Linked DNA regions of Hordeum vulgare: region 2 is linked to region 1. A link is a contact called in public Hi-C data. All regions are on one chromosome and are shown on one strand. The core of a region is the stretch at or near the end of the contact, and the rest is flanking DNA. Distances in the headings are between cores, read along the strand shown. Region 1 overlaps LOC123444058 (peroxidase 19-like). Region 2 holds the start of LOC123444060 (ras-related protein RABA1f-like).

Region 1 (3,352 bases), core at 574-3,073:
ACAACTGATACATCCAATGGTAGGTGCTGGGGCACACCGCACAATCATGCCCAAAAGAAAGACAAGAGAAAAAGAAGAGAAAAATGCTAGGAGCACCGGATCAACGAAAGTTGTAATATCCCGTAACTTTTGCACCCATTGAATTCCACCACACTCAAGTGCCATCGCATTGCCGCATGCCAAGCAACACCCTCAAGGAGTGCGACAACGACGACGCTGCTGCCCGGGCAAGTCCTAGGATTTCTCCCGGGACACGGATGGGAGTTGGGGGGAGGTAAACTCGACACCCTTCAGGAAGGGTGGCAACGCTCGCAGGCGTCACCGCACCGGTGCCGGCGAGATCCAACAAAGATTTCTCCTGACCCCTCGCACCCATCGTTGAGGACCAACCCTTAGCTCCACCATGCCAACCACCCACCAACATGCGCCGCCACATTCACGGTAACACCACCGTCGTCTCATCACAACAAACGCAGCGAGGCCGGTTGGACTAAGACACAACCACTGTAGACAGGGACCACCAGTACCACAACTGCGTGGGAGGGGACAACCTCCACCTGCTCCAGCAATAGCAGACCAGAAATAGGAGCAGGGGCATGTTAGACCAACTGCCCAGTCGGGCCTAGATCGGGCTCGTTAAGCCCCCGCCACCGCATTGCAGCAGACGCGGCATAGTAGCCGCCGCCTCATCGCCCGTAACGCGCCAGACCAACCGGGGACCACCCGTGAGGGACCGAACTGGCCGACCCCGACCCAGGTCAAGGCCCTACGGTCCCATATTTGGGCTAGCATGGCGCCATCGGCCAAGCCCCGCAACCAGCCGCCAAGGGGCCGCACCGCCTTTGTGCCGCCCACCGCCACTGAAACTCGTCGCCCGAGACGGGAAACGCGACGGGAAAAGGAAGAGGGCCGCCAACGTCAGCCTCACGACGCCGCGCGAGCAAGCGCCCGGCCGCGCCTACTGACAACAACGGCGAGAGGGAGGGAGGGTGGGGAGGTTTGGTGGCGGGGGGAGAAGGGGCTGCCCCGGTCGCCTCGCCCGGGGAGGCGACGTGGAGGGTACGGGTGGAAGAGATTAGAACTCTAGAACGTGAATTGATGTAAAAAAAAAATGTAAGAAAAACCTAGATAAATCATTTACTTATACGGAAAGTCCAGGCACCTCTTATATAAAGTGGAGGTGTCGGTTGATTGAAACAACACACAATCGAATAAATAAATCTACTATTTTTTATCCAAGTTTGTACATCTCTTCCTTGTTCTTTCTTCCTCGTTCGTCCTAGGGCAGTCCATAGCCATCGTGCGTCCACGCGGGGTCTCTTCCAGACGCGTGAGGTTTCAGGTTTTCAAGTCTTGTGTATCGTGGTGTCGATCAGATCTCTTTTAACGTGAGCATCATCTCAATGTCAAGGGTACACGTGTTCATGTGTTAACAATAGTATCAAACAAATAGGAGGCCACCGACTTAACAGGGAGACGTGCGCCTGTTGAAACGCACAAGGAGGGGAACAAAACAAGACACACATGCACATATTTCCTGCACTAGCTATCAGGATCACGTTTACGATGACACACACAAGAAAAGAGGAACGAAATCCCTTGTGAGCTCTGTGCAAACTCCGCGTGTAGCCGTGAACAGATCTGAGATGAGCTTATCAATTCCCGTATAATAATAACAACCGACCATCATCTACAGGTGGTGGCTACAGATTTTCCTGACCTCCCCCTTCTTGCCCTTCTTGACCCGGATGGAGCCCATCCTGTCCATGCTGGCGACGAAGGCCCGGAAGAAGCGGGCCTTGTCGGCGCCGAGCTCCAGCACGAGCGGCCTGGTCCGCGCGTCCAGGAACAGGGCCTGGTCGGAGCCCAGGACGCCCAGCCTGGCCTGCAGGTTGGCGTAGTAGGCGTGGTCGAACTGGAAGGGCGTGCTCACGTCGAACGGCACCACCGCGCGGGCGCTGCCGCCGGTGTAGGGGCAGGTCATGCGCAGCGCCTTCACGAGCCGCGCGTCCATGAAGGGGTCCGGCCGCCGGGTGCCGCGGAAGTCGTAGAGGCGGCCCAGGAAATGGGCGCAGTGCGCGAAGCCGATGGTGTGCGCGCCGGACAGTGCCACCAGGTCGGCGGCCCCCAGGCCCTTGGCTGCGAACACGCGGAGGAGCTCGTCCACCGTGGAGTTGGCGTGGGGGAGGCTGCCGCGCACCTTGCCAGCCAGGGACACCTTGCTGTCTTTCCTTCCTTTCTTCACCGCGTAGTAGGGCCCTCCTGCCTGCACACAAAATCACCGCCTTCAGTTAATTTCTTTCCTGAGCCATGTTGACCAAGCAGTATTACTCATTCCGTCCGGAAATACTTATTGTACGAATGGATGTACCTAGATATATTTTAATTTTAAAAACATTCATTTATATTTATTTTTATCCAAGTAATTTCGGATTGAGGAAGTATTTTTTAGGCATGATGAGTCAGTTTATTTCTACTTTGTTTTTGAGGAAAAGAATGGCAGGTCCTCTTTTATTGCAACTCTACAACAGCAAGCGCAAATTCTATTTAGCATCTTGTCCGCAGGTTAGCGAGACATAGACCCTGTTTGGACCCATGAGTTAGAGTTATAGTTGGTTAGATTGAACCAAAATAACCCCAAAACATTCAAATAAGAGGGTTAGAGTTGTCTAAAAAAACTAACCCATCCAAAAAATGCTTATTTGGGTTAGTGTTAGGTGGGACCCAGAAAAAGTTACTTTTCACTCTACTTCCACCACACCAAATCCTAGTTAAAGAAACCAAATGATTGGAAAAAACGCTTTTATTAATAATCTAACCCTATCATCCAAATACCTCTTTGGTTAGAGTTAGTTCAAAGTTAGTCCAGGGTTAAAATCTAACTCTAACCTCTAACCGAGTTAGAGTATCCAAACAGGGCCATAGCGTGCTATTATGTCAGATGCCTCTCTAAAAGGCCAGCCCAAGTGCGGGAGGCCACAACATTGTTTTTTTCTTCCAAGTTTTTATTTTTTTACTTCTGTTTATATGTCCAAATAATATAAACTAATATATTATAAAAAACTTTAGTTTTTAAAAAATAAATATTAACCCATTTAAAAATGATATATGTGTAGAAACAATGTTTCTCATGTAGACAACAAATGTATACAAAATATATGCAATATGTGTGAAAAACTTTGATCATTTACTCAAAAAATAATATGTTTAAAAAGAATTTTAGAAAGTATTTGGGAAATGTTAATCAAGAATTTAAAAAATGTTAAACAAGTATTCAAGTCAAAAAATGCCCACCTACCTGCAGAAAATTATATCTGAGTATACATACATTACAACCTCTGTACATAAATGT
Region 2 (3,352 bases), core at 480-2,979, 540 kb before region 1:
GCAATGCTATTGAATGCAATGCTATTGCATACGCTTTGCATTTGTGGGGGGTTGTTAGGAAGTATTAGTATTGGTCTAGGAGTCCTATTAGTCTATGTTTACTTTCCTTGCACCTCAAATCTTGTGTTATATATATATGCCCCCTGGGCCTTCAATAGAGATAAGTTGCTTTCCTAACACGATGCATGGTGATGATCATGTAGAACGAAGTTACTAAAGAATAGCAGTGCTTGGTATATGGCCACCCATGCTTCTTTATAAATATCGATTGGATTTAGAAAGGCGATATCATGGGGGTCGGTCACCCATGTGCTAGGCTCATGGTTCCAATCAAGTGATATAAACCCTTTTATCTTAAGTTAGAATTGTATCATTTAAATATAAATTAGGAATTTATCAATTAGATATAAGATAGGAGAGCCTTCTTTTAGAAACATGGAGCCACTGATACTGCCCAACTTGAATCTGGATACTGTCCAACTTGAATCAACTGCCTGAAGATATGTGTGAACATGTATACTTTGCAGGATGGTTCATGACAGGAGAATCTGGTTTCACACTCACCGCATCCGATCTATTCCAACTTGTAGTTCTAAAGAAGTGTGCTCTATGTATGTTGCAGGAGGAGTACCATCCTGAGGACTGCATTGGAGTCCTGGATTGTGGTCACAGATACCACGCGGAGTGCGTAAAACAGTGGCTGACGGTAAAGAACCTATGCCCCGTCTGCAAGACGACAGCTTTGTCTGCGGGTAGAAGAAGTGGATAACAAACAGGATTAATCTTTATCAGTTATTTGCTTCCGACAAACATTGAGCTCAATTTTGTACATAAGAAGCGGTAGACTATTCTGCTACCTGTATTTGTTGTTCACCTGTGAGTGAGGGGAGTAACTCAGCTTCCAAAAACTGTACAGACATAACGTTGATCGTTCTATTCAAATGTAGAATGTTTATAAATTATTACTCAGTTGTCCATACATACAGTGTATCATATGGTGGATCGGAAAGTAACTCTTAGAGTGTCATCTCTAGAAACTACACTGTATATATGTTGGTTACTTTAAAACAAACAGAAATGTGTGTTCCCTGTGTACATTACTAAATCTTACTGTATTTAAGAGAGCTGATAAGAGAGCCGAGTAAAGAGTTTTTCAGCAGTTGAATGCTTGCTATTAGTGCTTTGGGTATTTATGTTTTTGTAAGACAATGTTGTGTACTTAATGATAGATGAGTTTGTTCTTGGTCGAAACACGAGAGACAAACTTGGGATGAAAAACAGAAGCCCGGGATTTAGATTCGCTGCTATTTGTAATCTGTAATAGTATTAGTCTTAATTTTAGTGCATTATACATGTGTATATTCTGCCACTGTTTCATTTTTTACAGAGACATGTTTTTTTTTCTCAGTGGTTTTACCGTGCAAGTAAAAGATAGTTTTGCCCTAGAACTCTTGGCCTAATGTTTATTATTTAGCTAGCTAATAATGCGTCGTACTTGATGGAGAGAATCTTGCTGGGAAGGATCCCAGCTAGCAAGTCGCGGCAACTGCCAAACGAGCACACGAAAATGAAAGGAGAAGCAAATGGAATGCTACCACACTAAGCCAGGTCAAGGCTGGCACATGCTTATATTCGCAAATTCAATTTTCCACGTATCGTTTTGCGAGATGAGGGAGTCGTTGACACATGTATGTACAGAGATGCATGCCCGGTCGGTCACGGAGACGAAGCCAGGACCGGGACAACGGGTCGATCGATGGTCGTCGTCATCTCTCGCTTGGCCTTCTCCACCTCCCACGAAACCAACACCATCCGCCGCGACCTCTTCTTCCCTTCCCACCCCAGCCCCCCTGAGATACTTTTCCCCAAAGCGAAACCAACTGGAAAGAAGAGAGACGCGCCGCGCCTCATCGCATCGCACCGCACCGCACCGCGTTGCCTTTGTATCTATCGCGGCTCTATTTAGCTCAAGAAGAGGAGAGGGGAGGCGCGCGGGAAGGGGGGCGAGATCAAATCAAGATCAAATCGTAGGAAACCGTCGGTCGATCGAGCAGCGGCGACGCAGAAGCAGGAGGGGGGATGGCGGTGGCGTATCGCGCGGAGGAGGAGTACGACTACCTGTTCAAGGTGGTGCTGATCGGGGACAGCGGCGTGGGCAAGTCCAACCTGCTGTCGCGCTTCGCCAGGGACGAGTTCAGCCTCGACACCAGGTCCACCATCGGCGTCGAGTTCGCCACCAAGACCGTCCGCGTCGACGGCAAGCTCGTCAAGGCGCAGATCTGGGACACCGCCGGCCAAGAAAGGTACCACATGCCCGCCTCTCGCTCTTTCTTCTTTTGTTATGCCCGCCACCTGTATGCGGTATTGCTCCGCCTGTCCACCTCTTGCTCTTTCTTTCTTCCGCCGCTCGCCTCGTCGTCGATTCAGTTTAGTTTACCTTGATCGATCGTACAGCAGTAATCGACTAACTCAAGGACTTGCGACGGCTTGTTTCCCCTCGCCATGCTTGTGATTTCAATAGCATGAACTCATTCTGAACTGTACATGTCATTCGCAAGTATCTTTAGCTATGCAATGTGCCTCTTTTTGGTTGCTTGTAACAGCATTTCCACATTTAACACCAGTACCAAGTTGATTGATCACTTTACGTACGTGCGTCGCGCTTGCACCTGCATGCGGCTCTCTCTCTCTCTCTCTATCTAGGTACCGGGCCATCACCAGCGCCTACTACCGGGGCGCCGTGGGCGCGCTCGTGGTGTACGACGTGACGCGCCACATCACGTTCGAGAACGCGGAGCGGTGGCTGACGGAGCTGCGCGACCACACGGACGCCAACATCGTGGTGATGCTGGTCGGGAACAAGGCGGACCTGCGCCACCTCAGGGCCGTCTCGCCGGAGGAGGCCAGGGCCTTCGCGGAGCGCCACCGCACCTTCTCCATGGAGACGTCCGCGCTGGAGGCCACCAACGTGGAGGACGCCTTCACCGAGGTGCTGGGCGAGATCTACCGCGTCGTCAGCAAGAAGGCGCTCGACATCGGCGACGACCCCGCCGCGCCGCCCAGGGGCAAGACCATCGACGTCGGCGCCAAGGACGACGTCACCCCGGTGAACTCGGGCGGCTGCTGCTCGGCTTAGTCAAAACTCGGTTGGTGTGGTGATGCCGTGTGTGCGTGCTAGGACATGAAGGGCATGTCGCAGACCGTGATGATTATTTTGGTCAAAACGCTCTGGGGGTGGTTGACACGACATGCTTGATTGATATGATGATACTCCATACAGCGTGTTATACTGGGAGAAGACGTCGTGCTGTGCTGTTGCAAAGTTGCAGCCGCGGTCCGCATCTGTGTTCCA

What was found. Hi-C and Micro-C count contacts between places; a contact is called where the count stands out from the background.
Region 2: a Hi-C map of seedling shows a contact between it and region 1, with 3 times the contacts expected there. The contact joins the promoter of LOC123444060 here to the enhancer-like site in region 1. A contact is called at or near these places in 1 of 6 Hi-C or Micro-C datasets (seedling) and 1 of 1 datasets of contacts at active chromatin or transcription factors (embryo).

Annotation. Positions count from the first base shown.
Region 1 is chr3H:419,496,217-419,499,568 of MorexV3_pseudomolecules_assembly, reverse strand. It overlaps LOC123444058 (peroxidase 19-like), which reads right to left. Exons shown (of 3, transcript XM_045120662.1): 3 at 1,426-2,266. The coding sequence ends at 1,691. Among protein-coding and RNA genes, the nearest start is that of LOC123444058, 8.6 kb to the right of the region's middle. Within about 2 kb of position 1,823, at least 3 of the 3 cell types and tissues checked have open chromatin away from gene starts, as enhancers often do. A contact at or near this core is called in seedling, where this site is marked.
Region 2 is chr3H:420,036,167-420,039,518 of MorexV3_pseudomolecules_assembly, reverse strand. LOC123444060 (ras-related protein RABA1f-like) reads left to right here and starts at 1,729. Exons shown (of 2, transcript XM_045120666.1): 1 at 1,729-2,303; 2 at 2,704-3,275. The coding sequence starts at 2,080. The coding sequence ends at 3,136. It overlaps LOC123444061 (probable E3 ubiquitin-protein ligase ZFP1), which reads left to right. Exons shown (of 8, transcript XM_045120667.1): 6 at 623-706; 7 at 948-971; 8 at 973-1,165. The coding sequence ends at 1,020.